4 separate regions of the Mus musculus genome follow, and regions 1, 2 and 3 are each linked to region 4. Evidence: chromatin contacts called from public ChIA-PET data. All regions are on one chromosome and are shown on one strand. Each heading gives the region's core, a stretch centred on a gene start, on an enhancer-like site or on the middle of the called end of the contact. The rest is flanking DNA. Distances are from core to core; before and after follow the strand shown.

The links. ChIA-PET counts read pairs in DNA pulled down with a chosen protein or histone mark.
Region 1: an RNA polymerase II ChIA-PET map of memory CD8 T cells shows a contact between it and region 4, with 25 read pairs. The contact joins two enhancer-like sites. A contact is called at or near these places in 4 of 115 datasets of contacts at active chromatin or transcription factors (CD8 T cells, T-cell acute lymphoblastic leukemia, memory CD8 T cells and 1 more).
Region 2: an RNA polymerase II ChIA-PET map of memory CD8 T cells shows a contact between it and region 4, with 29 read pairs. The contact joins two enhancer-like sites. A contact is called at or near these places in 1 of 484 Hi-C or Micro-C datasets (bone marrow-derived macrophages) and 5 of 115 datasets of contacts at active chromatin or transcription factors (CD8 T cells, acute myeloid leukemia, bone marrow-derived macrophages and 1 more).
Region 3: a contact with region 4 is called in an RNA polymerase II ChIA-PET map of memory CD8 T cells, with 39 read pairs. The contact joins two enhancer-like sites. A contact is called at or near these places in 2 of 15 datasets of contacts at CTCF or cohesin (CD8 T cells and large pre-B cells), 3 of 484 Hi-C or Micro-C datasets (CD8 T cells, cerebellar granule neurons and pro-B cells), 6 of 115 datasets of contacts at active chromatin or transcription factors (CD8 T cells, bone marrow-derived macrophages, effector CD8 T cells and 3 more) and 1 of 9 other capture datasets (embryonic stem cells).

Annotation. Positions count from the first base shown.
Region 1 is chr16:24,703,187-24,706,329 of GRCm38.p6, forward strand. All of the region lies in intron 7 of Lpp (LIM domain containing preferred translocation partner in lipoma), which reads left to right. Among named protein-coding and RNA genes, the nearest start is that of Mir28a, 120 kb to the right of the region's middle. Within about 2 kb of position 1,260, at least 21 of the 459 cell types and tissues checked have an H3K27ac peak or open chromatin away from gene starts, as enhancers often do. A contact at or near this core is called in CD8 T cells, memory CD8 T cells and regulatory T cells, where this site is marked.
Region 2 is chr16:24,976,591-24,979,454 of GRCm38.p6, forward strand. It overlaps Lpp (LIM domain containing preferred translocation partner in lipoma), which reads left to right. Exons shown (of 13, transcript NM_178665.5): 12 at 610-730; 13 at 2,603-2,864. The coding sequence ends at 2,731. Among named protein-coding and RNA genes, the nearest start is that of Gm52245, 37 kb to the left of the region's middle. Within about 2 kb of position 1,426, at least 40 of the 459 cell types and tissues checked have an H3K27ac peak or open chromatin away from gene starts, as enhancers often do. A contact at or near this core is called in CD8 T cells, bone marrow-derived macrophages and memory CD8 T cells, where this site is marked.
Region 3 is chr16:24,911,976-24,915,220 of GRCm38.p6, forward strand. All of the region lies in intron 10 of Lpp (LIM domain containing preferred translocation partner in lipoma), which reads left to right. Among named protein-coding and RNA genes, the nearest start is that of Gm52245, 28 kb to the right of the region's middle. Within about 2 kb of position 1,911, at least 143 of the 459 cell types and tissues checked have an H3K27ac peak or open chromatin away from gene starts, as enhancers often do. A contact at or near this core is called in CD8 T cells, bone marrow-derived macrophages, memory CD8 T cells and 2 more, where this site is marked.
Region 4 is chr16:24,150,856-24,153,660 of GRCm38.p6, forward strand. No RefSeq gene overlaps it. Among named protein-coding and RNA genes, the nearest start is that of Gm32126, 7.3 kb to the right of the region's middle. Within about 2 kb of position 1,361, at least 134 of the 459 cell types and tissues checked have an H3K27ac peak or open chromatin away from gene starts, as enhancers often do. A contact at or near this core is called in CD8 T cells, bone marrow-derived macrophages, memory CD8 T cells and 2 more, where this site is marked.

The DNA of each region.
Region 1 (3,143 bases), core at 10-2,509, 550 kb after region 4:
TCCACAAGATCTAGAAGTTACAATTTGACTATTACTAGGTTGTTATTTTACCCATCATAAGCCCAGAAAAGCAGCTTTATACTCTTCTAAAATGGTACATTTCAAAAAGAGATGAAGTGTTCAGACAGGAAGTAGGCTTTTTCCTTTAGGTAATACATCCTGAGTTTATGTTGATAGTAACAGGGAATTCATTCATTTAGTGCAGACATATGCAGTCTGTTGTGTAATATCTCATTAAGGTCAGTAGCAGGTCCTTGCTAGCCAACAGTGATTTGTAGCGGTTTCCACGGGAAATGAAGTACAGTGGTTACCTGTTCTTGGAACACATTTCAGTATCTTGTATGTTGTAAATGTTCACATCATTATTTTATTCTTTCTCCTTGCTTTGGTTTTGCCCTGATGGGAATACTACTCAAGGTCTAAAGCCTTTCTGAATTTTGTTGTTGTTGGTTGTTATTAGTATGTTTTATTACTGTAACAAAAGACCTGGAGCTAAAATAAAAATTCTTGGAGGTTGACATTCAAGCAATATGGCTCTGTTAACAGCCAAGTTTTTCTGCCCTTACTTCAAGGCAAATGGCATCATGGGAAGAGTGTCCTCATATGCATATATCAGAAGGCAAGGTTTGCCTCCATGAGCATTCATTTCATAATCTGCTTTTTTCACAAGATCCACCTTCTAAAGATTCCCAGCTCAAGAGTATCACATTTACCAAGCTTCCAGTTTATAGACCATGGTAGTGTTCACTAAGACATAGGCCAATCATATTATCGACCTGTGAAAAGTTGCCCTAGCTTTTTCAAGCCGCTTGTAGCCTGCCCAAGAACAGCACGATTATGTGCCTCAGTTACAGTGCAGCCCACGTTGTGGTGCTTCCTGGAGCTGATGTACAGTGACTGAGCCAGCATAGACCTTCAGATATTCACCCCAGGAGCAGTACCCATTCTCCCTGGAATTGTGAACATATTTAGGAAGTCTAATCATCACCTCTGTTTCCTGGTGCCTTTAATGTAAGAATAGGTGATTAACGTGTATGCTTGTCTAAGACTGACTTGTCATACATATGAGCTGGAGAACAGAAATAGATGGAAAGATTTTTGTGATAGATTATGGAAGAGAAGATGTATTGTTAAGTCAAGTCCAGTTACACTGTTGAGTTGCAGAGCAGATCAGCTAAACAGGATGTTCTCTTGTAACTCTCCTGAGGTGGGCTCAACCTCAAAAGAGAAGGTGTGAGTGTGGTGTGCCCTGCCGGAGCCTCTACCGAGTGAGTCACTTATGTGAAAATGTCTTGACATACATAGAATTGTAGAGCCCACACTGTATCTGATCACAGAAATGTTACTGCATAATAGCAAGCTGGCTTTGATCTCCATGGGATTGCAGGCTGGGGGATGAGGAGGGGTGGCTTTTGAAAGGTCACCTCTACTACTCAGGAGAACACAGAGTATCAATCCCTTATATCTGCGAGCTGGTGTAGCAAGCATTGGAAGTGTGTGCATTAAAGGAAAACTGCCATGTATCTTCATGTGTGAATGGGGTGCTTTTTTTTTTTCTGGAAGAGCTTAGCATCCTGACTACTTTCCCTTCTATGTTGTAGTTGATGATATCTCACACCCACTGGTGTGTGAAGAGGAAGAACCTGCTATGCCTACTTTCTGTGTTAGTGATGTGGCATAATGTTTTCTGGAAATGCCACACAATTTCAAATGTGACTCCTTTCTAAACTTGCGAATAGAGTTGACAACAGTGAAATATGTCCTGTAAACAAACCCCGAGACACTATCTTTTGAATGAGTGGTAGTTGAATTTATACCAAATCCCAGAAGTAGGAAGTCCCACATGTGTGGAGTTCTCTCTGCTGCCCGAGGCCCACAAGGGGCAGTGCCGGGAACAAAGCCTGCATCACCTACTTACTCTCATTCCAGTCCAGCACAGCTGAGTCCAAGTTTTATATTCTATTACTCACAATCCAAATCGATGGTAACATATAATATTTTACCTTTATTGAGTAAAACTGCAACTCTCTTCTAAAGGTGATTGCATTGCTATGTGACTTTTTATGCTATTAAATTCTTCTACTCACATCTTATTTCTGGAATTGCAAGAGAAGTAACCGAAGGACTCATTTATCTCTTTTTATGAGGTACTTAGTGGACATTGTTGAATGTTTTCTGGATGGTGAGGGTACAATCACAAATAAAGTGAAATGTACGTCCTTAAAGGGTTCATTTTCCTGTGGGAGAGGATTCAAAAGCAGACAATTATGTACTAAAGTCTAACTAAGTGGTAGAGAGAAAGTTGAAGGTAAAACATAGAGGGGATGGGATGGTCTGGTCATTGCGTTTTTTTCTGGGGTTTCTGGGGAGACACTTAAGATGAGGTAGCATTGGAGCACAGCTACCTAGGTTGTATTGAAACAAGCTATTAGATGCATGTTAAAGGATGTTCCAGACAGGCACGTTTCAATTTTTTGTTATTTTAGGGGATAGAGGAGAAAAGACGGCACAGATTCTAGCCAGCAATGGCATGGGTCAGATTGGAAAGCAGCCTGGATTGGCTGCTGCACTCTGTGAATCAAGATGCTAGGTATCAGTGAGAAAGAAAGCAGCTCCTGATCATGGCACAGGGCTCTGGACTCTGGGTCTTCCTTAGAGGGAGCTGGGGAACATCTGGAGGCTTTGATGAGAAGTGTTCTAGTCATGGTGGCCTCCTGCTGGAAAACAGACAACAGGCAGTAATGCTTCAAACTACCTAGATGTGAAAGCTGGCAGGACTCTATCAATGAGACAGGTTGTAGACAGGAAGATCCAAAGGTTTGCAAGTCTAGGACTGATGGCCTAATCAACAAGATGGTGGGCAGATGGGATGTGAGTAGTAACCACTTACTGAGGTTCCAGCAGACAGAAAGAGCAGGCATTTGGTTTCCATTTTTAGAGGTGCTTTCATTTTGACATTTATTTTAGACTTTTATTTGTTTGTGGTAGGGTGTTGGATGTGTGTGTTTGTGGCTTGTGTGTGCACATATGCACACAGACACCGTCGTAGCTTATTGGGTATCTCCTCATATCTTTCTCTATGTTGTTTTACTTTGTGCATGTACAGGCTTTGCTTTCTTGCTTGTACTTATGTCTGCACACTA
Region 2 (2,864 bases), core at 176-2,675, 830 kb after region 4:
TCCTGCCTCAGCCTCTTCAGTAATAGGATTTCAGACATGCTGGTTCTGTGTATCTTTTAAGGATTGTCTTCAGTTCTTATGTGTGTCTATGCCAAATCATATCTCAATTCACACCTTCACAAATGATATATATGCAAATGTGTGTTTGAGGTTTCCTGTGGTCAAGAATTCAAGACACATTTTAACGAAAGAGGCTGTAGAGATTAATAATGTTAGGTTATTTGTCTATGGCAGAATGAAGGAATACTAATAGAAGCAAGTCAGAGGGTAGCCAGGGCCTACCAAGACCTTTCTCATCCATGTTTAGGCAGGACCTTGTTTCCTGTGTTCAGCTAGCTCATGCCCATGGAATAGTCCTGTGCACAGGATTGCTGCATCCTACATGCTGCCTGCTAATGCGTTCCCTGGTGTTCTCTGTACAAGGCAGATCCATCCTCTTCCCTGACAGAGAGCACTACACACCATCTGGGGAGGCCTCTGCTGCCTCAGTCTCTTTCGGTCAAGGTCACACAGGAAATACAGCACAGGTGTCAGCCTTTGAGTCTTTCTGTTTCCTTCTGTACCCTTCTCCTGTACTTGACATCTCACCAGAATTCTTTCTATTTTCAGGAAATTTGCCCCGCGCTGTTCTGTGTGCAAGGAACCTATCATGCCAGCCCCAGGCCAGGAGGAGACTGTCCGCATTGTGGCTCTGGACCGTGATTTCCATGTGCACTGCTATCGCTGTGAGGTCTGTGGCATCCCCAAGTCAGAGCAATCATAAAACCTGGAGATTATGGTGCCTAACAAAGACCTTAACACTCACAGTTTCTAGCTCTGACACAGGCTGTTAATAATACACTTACGTCACTCAATTTACCCCACTCTTCATAGCCACGGCCCTCTCCCTGTATATATTAAATGCTTCTATTTCTTATTCCTCCAGATAAGACTTTGAGACCTAAACAGAAAATTATGTCACAGAATATTGTAAACTATTAAGCTAGTGGAAAGGCTATGATGATGATGGTGGTGGTGGTGGTGGTGGTGGTGGTGGTGGTGGTGGTACAGGTACATCTAAGAGCTAATTAACCAGTCACTCCAGCCAAACTGAAGTGACCCCTACATTCAGAGAGAGACCCCATCCTAAAACATAACAAGGAGAGGATGACAGGGAAGACATCAGACATTGTCAAAATCTGACCCTTGTGTATGTGTAACGCACATGCACACACACACATACATACACATCCACACACACACACACAGAGGGAGGGAGGAAGGGAGGGAGAGGGTGAAGGAGAAAGAGAAGATGTAAAACTGTGTCTTCTATGAATCATGTTCTTTAGAATATTTTTTTGGTTTGATTCCATTACTCACTTCCTGAAGAAATCTCAAAGTATCATATATCACTGGTTCTTTTTGGCAAAGCCACACTTCCTGTGGATCATAATGGTGTCTGCTGTGGCACTTTGGGTCAGCCTTGTTTATACCCTGAGTTTATTGTCAGCTCTAGGCCTGGCTTCATTCATCTCTTTGCCACTCTCAGAGAGCAGAGGGTAACTCTGCAGCAGCCATGGCCTGTGACAGCTTCTGTCAACGTGAGCAAGGCACACCGTGCTAAATGTGACTCTGATTATTTTCCAAGCAGACTCCCATTTCTTCTAAAGGCAAGGGCTGGCTTCCAGTGCTACCTAACACCTTACAGAACAGGCAGTCACAGTTAGCAACAGCAGCACCATATTTCACATGAATGTGACTCTTTGCATTTTGCTCATTCATGTCCATTATGTGCCTTGACCATCCCAAAAGCTCAGTAGGGGAGAAAATGCCTGAATTATTTCCAGAGTAGTATTCATTCTTGTGTGCAGCCTTCACAGACCGTGCCAAACCTCACAATGGCACCCAGGGAGCTCATCTCCTGGTCTCCCATAAATTCCTCTTCACCATGCTATCCCTTTTGGAAAATGTTACCAATTATCAGTCTTCCCAGCTCTTGAAATTTTATGTCCTTGCTACTATTGCAGTAAATATGCAAAAGCCACTGGTAGCCTTTCTACATGACAGAAATCACTTTCCTTTTATTTAAATAGCTATAAACTTCTATTCTTGTTCCTGTCCATTCTTCTGAAGAAATCCTAAAACTGAGTACAGAGGGTAGGCTGGGGGAGGGGATGCTTTTTTTTTTCTTCACTGTTGTTTAGGAGAGAAAGCTACCCCGGGAGCTGAGATCTGTAGGCATTTTCTTCTTTGTACTATGTTTTGTATTTGGTGATTAGAAGAGTCATTTTACACTATTTGTATTGTTTTGTTTTGAGACAGGGTCTTCCTATCTAGTCTTTCCTGGCTAGAATTTTCTATGTAGACTAGACTGGCCTTGAACTCATAGAGGTCCACTTGCCTCTGCTTCCTGAGTTCTAGGATTAAAGGTATGTGCCACTACTCCTGGCTACCATTGCATTTATGTTGTTAATCTCTAATTTAGTTTCATTCACAATCTGCTACTACTTGTACTAGTGTTGGGGTACAATGTCCCCATTATGAAAGCCTCTTAAGAGGCTCGGGGAAAGTGGGTTTATCCCTGTAGTTCAGTTCACTTACATCACTGTCTTCATTTCCTTAGGACTGTGGTGGTCTTCTGTCCGAAGGAGACAACCAAGGCTGCTACCCCTTGGATGGACACATTCTCTGTAAGACCTGCAACTCGGCTCGCATCAGGGTCTTGACGGCCAAGGCAAGCACTGACCTGTAGAGTCAATAGCCAGCTCAGCTGCCGAGTGCATGCCAGCAAGAAGAGCGCAACACAAGAAAAAGATAAGAGAAGAAGTAGAAAAATAGAGGCATAGCTCAACCACTAGGATAGTCTCTGTTCTTCATGTGCTATT
Region 3 (3,245 bases), core at 661-3,160, 760 kb after region 4:
GTTTTGGCAACATTGCCTTGTATCCTCTGCTACAGTACTTACACATGGGTGCTTCGCATTGGTAGTTGGCAGTTCTCAATGTGTGTTCAGTGTTTCTGACCTCTGGCTGTATTAGAATTAACATGGGAATTTTCATTTTTTAATTCTCGTACCGAGGTCTATATCCTTGATCAATTGAACCAGACTTTCAAGTTTGAGGCCTGACATTGACAGTTTAGCATTGTTTTGAATCACATAACAATAAAATATCGTATAAAAACTTTGGGGTGGGGAGGCCTAGGTTGATTGAGGGTCTAATTTAAAGTGAATGATCAGCAGAGTTTGAATGACTCAGGTACTGTCTTCTGCCACTGTCTTGCTCTCAATTTATATTTTGTTGGGCTCAGTAGGACAAGGAGGGAGCAAAGAAAAGAAAGCAACCTTTTCCGAATGCATTTTCATGTGCTAACCAAGGATTTTTTTTAAGAAAAAAAGCCCCAGCACAAAGGAGAAAAGTGACAGAAATTAGTCTATGCAGTGAAGGAAGGACTGCTGCACCAGAAATCAGAGCCTTAGGCTGGTGCTGATCTGGCCATGACCTTTACATTGAAGGGAACTCAATAAACATCAAGGCCAGGCCCAGGGCTCAGTAGTTTAAAGTGCTTGCTTCACAAGGCTATTGCCCTCATGCCTGGAGCCCATGGTGAAGGTGAGAGCAGATGCCCAAAATTATCCTCTGACCACCATACACACATAGTGGTGGTAGTGTGTGTGTGTGTCTGTGTGTGTGTGTGTGTATAAGCACACCAATACTAGTTAAATTAATGACAACATATTACATCTATATGTTTTTGATGTTATGTTATATTATTATTGCATATTTAAAAACTTAGTGCTTTAATACAATAGTTATTTTTTCAATAATGGCTCCTTGTTGGTTTCCACTTGTGGACTCAGGGACATGAACCCACTTTGCTGCCAGGTCTACCATTGCTCTAGAGCTCTAAGGCCCACAGGCTACAGCCTTAGCCTTGGACACAGGAGGAAAGATGGTGGCCAGGGTCTCATCAGGAGCTGCAGCTGATTGCCATCCTGGAAGAGTGACCCCATGTTCCTTCTACCATACTCCATGGGCTGGGACTCAGGTGATAATTACAAGACACGGTTGGAAGTATGACTAAGCTGAGCCACAAAGCAGGGATGCTTCGATGCATGTCTAGCCTGTCTTTGCTCTCTGTCACCATTCCAGAGCCATTCGTATTGGTGTGGTTCAGTCTGAAACAGGAAGCTGTGGTACCTCAGAACAAACTGTGGTTGATTTAGCTTTCTCTAAGTAAAATAAACTTATATATTGTTCCTATATGTGTTCCTTATAATAATCTAATTTGAACCAGTGACTAAAACATATGTTCTTGGTTCACCCCAGTTAGGTAATTTAACCTCTAATTTCTCTGTTTTGAAAATTGGGGACACCTTATTTTTTGGGAAGGAAAAAATATATTTACCTATTAACAAAACTCATCTAGGAGGCTGCTGTTTGTAAGCTGTGGATGTTGAACAGTCAGTGAAGCAGACTTTCAGTCTGGTTTAGGATTTTCATTTCCAATAAAGAACAGACAGAAGGGTCACGGCACTCATTCCTAAGGAAGTGATGCCTTACTGAGCTGAGGAGTGGACAGGAGGTTAGACGTCTCAGGCAGTGGAACTTGCTGACTTGAGGACCTGAAAGAGGCCACTGTGGTCAGAGACCGAGAGAGCAGCTTGAAGTAAGGCGGGTTTTGAGATGGACAGAGGTCTTGCTAAGGACTTTGGGCTTTCTCCCAAAAGGCAAAGACTGCTTAGCTATTTCATTATTTCTTACACACTCATCCATTACCAGCTTTTCCTGAAAGGTCTTTGGCAGCAGGGAAGAGGCGGAGGCAGCACCATGAGTAAGTGAACAGAGAATCTGCTCCCTGAGTGTTGTGGGTTTTAGCCACACCCCGTGTTCCATATCTCTCTCTGTGAAGCGCCTTACTTTCTAAAGCTGAAAGAAAGAGGAGCTTAAATTAAAGCATGGCTCAGCTAAAATACAACCTAAAGAGTAAACCATGTTTCCTGCTCCAGATGTGAACACATCTGCATTTTCTATCACATGATTTAGGAGAGACACCTTGAACTTGGAGCCATCCCTGTCTTTTTGTCTGTTAGGCAATGCTTATTACAGATGACTTCCTGGCACTTGTTTCCAGAAAGAGGTCCAGCGTAAATCCTTCTGAAGCCAGCATACTCCACTTTTCTGTACAGTGTGAGCCATGGTGCTCCCCCTTTTATAATCTTTTAAAAAAATATCTATCCTGACTGAGCTAGACCTCCTTAATCTTCATTCCTTTTCTTCCTGTTGAAATGGCAGGTTTCCTCTCCAAAATTTGGACAAGCTTTAAAATTAGATCTCAAACTGCCAGCCTCACAAATCTGCCCTGACAACAAATTTGTTGATTGTGTTTTCTCCTCAAGAAATAGAGTAGCTCTGAGAGGCATTGTGTTTAGCTAGCTGTCCTGGAAACACAGATACAGCTCTGGGCTCTGAGCCGACCAAGGGTTGTGGGCTTCAGTGACTTGGCAAAGCACAACAGGACAGAAGCCGGCAGAGCATGAAGCCTGTCTTTGTCATAGTTTGCTAGAAAGCCAGAGTCAGGCTCCCAGCATGTTCTTTCCCAGACTGCCACATGCCATAGGAGTGAGGGACAATTCAAGTGGCTGTAACGTATGTAAGTCAGTCCAGTCTGTCTTTCCATGATGCCTCATGTGTGACTGTTCCTACACACTAATTGTTGCTCATAAATTAAAATCATAGAATTGTCTAAACCTTTACATGTAGAAATTCTGTGAATTAGGTTTGTGTTTGACCCCAGTTGTCTGACCCCATGCATTCTGTCTAATACTATACTGATCCTGGCCTCCTTTATAGTCCCCAAGAAATCATGTTTGACCTTGCCTTTCTGATTCTATGCCTGGTACTGAAATATCTTGTTCACATTTTTATGCCTAAATGCTATATGACCAATTCCAGCATCATCTTGTCTTTGAAAATTGATTCAAAGTGATCATTTTCTGTCTTGCTCTGTGACACAGGTCTCCTCCTCCTCTTCCTCCTCCTCTTCCTCCTCCCCTTTTCCCCCTCCTCCTCCTCCTTCCTCTCCTATAGAAAAGAAAGGGAGACATTACCCTTGTCTGAATGATTCAGAACAGCAGGCAGACTTCCATTGCAAAGCTGTATGGCTGTG
Region 4 (2,805 bases), core at 111-2,610:
TGAAAACTAGAACCAAACAGATATGCTGTTTTAGTGGGCCTTTCCCGTCTTGAGACGGTCTGTAAAATGCCTGGAAACCACTTATGGCTGAGTGCAGGAGACCCGAGCTCCCTGCCACCTGCCCAGGGTTTCATGCTATAGTCTCTGATAAGCTTCTTCCTTCTCAATAAACTCTAAATAAGTGCAAATTACTTCTCCCTGTCCCTAACCCCTAACTATCATACAGAAGCTTGTTGGGACAGTCAAAGGGGAAAATGGCTGTTAATTGTTGAGGCTTTTTGGTGGGAAGGCACATGATAAGATCTCAGGGCCAGGCACTTCCACCAAGTGGCTCAGTTCTCTGGTTTCCTTTAACATGACAGTACAGTGCTGGGAGGCACTGCATTTGTGATTCTGTTTCCTTCCATCTCAGGTCACTTACCCACTGCCAAGTGCACCGTCAATGCTCTGGGGATGGCCCAGAAGAGCCACTGCCTCTAGAACCATGTGGAAGGACCTTGAAAGGCATGTGTACCAATGATGTTGTGTCTGATCCAGATTAGGCCAGACCCCATTCTGGTTTCCCATTAGGCCCCAGATCCTGCCCACAGTCTGGGGGGGGGGGGGCTGGAGAGGCTAATCTCAAAGGGCCAGATATGAGTCAGTTTCCACACTCAACACCAGGCGTGTGGCTTCCTGAAGCACAGACAAGGAAGTGCTGAATTTCAAAGAGCAAGGTTTTTTTTTTTTTTTTTTCTTTGCATACCATATCCGGAACTGAAACCACCGATTCATTTCACTTTAGATCTCATACTAACATTCAGATCGTCAATTATAGTCCAGAGATAAGATGCCGAGGCTTCATCAGCCCTGTCCTTGTCTCCCCTCACGCCCCCGTTTCTTTTGCTGTGTTATTGCAGGATTCTTCCCTTTCAACTTTTTCGCTTTCAGTGTAAACAGCACAGACTGTGGAAGGTGTGTTGGATATATATATATAATAATGAGTCAAATATCTAAATATCTCTTGAGAGCATGGCTAAGCTCAGAACTTCCCTCTTCCCTCAGTGGTCACCTCAGCTCTTTGTGAGTGTGGCTGTAGGTTCGGTTATCCCATGCCATACGATAAGTGGCTCGGTGAGAGTGACTGACACCTTGTTAGCTCGTGACAGCGGTTAAAAGATGAACGCTGCGGACAGATTCATGCAAAGTACCCTCAGGAGGAGAGAGGCCACTGAAAACAGACACATCCTCTGAGCTCTGCCTGCAGCATCAACCTGTTAGCAGGAAGAAGGATTCCTGCACTTACATAGCAAGTACAAACAACTTTCACATCCTTTCTCTCTCCTGATGCTTACCAGAACTTCTGAGATCAGTCATACAAGCCTTACCCTCCACACTTTAGAGATGACAGGACCCAGAGCTACTGAGAGTGGAAAGATGGGCCTGCGCAGTAACAGTGAGAAATCTACACCTCAGTGATATGGTTCCCAAGTCCAGTCTTCCGGTAACTTCCATCAAACCTTATGTATAATTCTTTAGTGCACTGTAGCCCACAATCTAAAGCTCTAGACATCTGTTGACCTTTTAAGTCTTAAGATCATGCAGGTCAAGGTTAATGGCTAATGGATAATTACATTTACACAACCCCTCTAGGCCTCAGTTTTCATTACTCTAAAGATGAAGAAATGCTATTAAATTTAGTGCTGCTTGCATTTCCAGCACTCTGTGCATGAGTAACTGCTGAATTCAAAGTATTTGCTCTGCAGCCTGAGTGCCCAGGATGGCAGTACTGTTAGGCAAAAACAGCCACCTGACTTCCATGGTAAAATAAGTAAGAGGAAAGCACCATTATCAATAAGACTTCATAGGTCTACGAGAGAGGGGACTACAGATATATATTAGTCCTCCAACTTGGTCCTAGACCATGAAAGATAAGCATCCTGTAGTGTTATTACGATGGGCAGTAGAGACATCCTTGATGATCCCATTGGTCTCTCAAGGGAGCAGGACAAATTCTGACAAAGGTTTTATGACCACCCCAGCCCTACAAATCCCCAACCCTACCCTCTGCTGGTGTTTCACATGCTAGGCCATGCAGTGTGGTCCTTCAAGCCCAGTCCCACCTGAAGCTGAGTGATACTGACTATACACTGACTATACATGTGATAGACTAGGTCCTAACACAGCAGCCAAGGGAACTGTGGTTTTATAAAAGTTCCCACAGTCCATTTGAAAGCAAAGACTTACACATATTATCTGAACTTAGGAATTAGGACAGTGCCTTGGATTGTCTTGGTTCTTTACTATCTTTTCTTTTTTTCTTTTTCTTTTTTTGGAGAGCAGAATCCCATGGTTCTCTTACAGTGGGAGAAGAGAGATGAGCTTGTCCAAGTTTCAATCTACCTATTGCCATTCTGTTCCCATGGCTGTTCTAGAACATTCCCTTGTTCAGAGAAAGAAATGTTAGACTTTTGGAGAGATTCATAGGATACCAACTGGGACATTTTTATATCCTGAAACCCTCTTGCCTTGTCTTTTTCCATTTAGCATCCTTTCTATTGCCTCTGTGGAACTGCTTCTGGGGTGAGATTCTCATCCTAGGGCAGCTCCCTGTCCTATCAGTTTAGATGATTCAAAAGCTCTTAACTATATTCTGTCTAGTAGCAACTTCCTCCTCTGGTCTGCTCCAATCAAGTCTGATCCTACACCAAGTGTGGAATGCATCCCTCTCCCCTCTCCCCTCTCCCCTCTCCCCTCTCCCCTCTCCCCTCTCCCCTCTCCCCTCTCCCCTCTCCCCCTCCTCCTCTCCCCTCTCCCCTCCTCCTC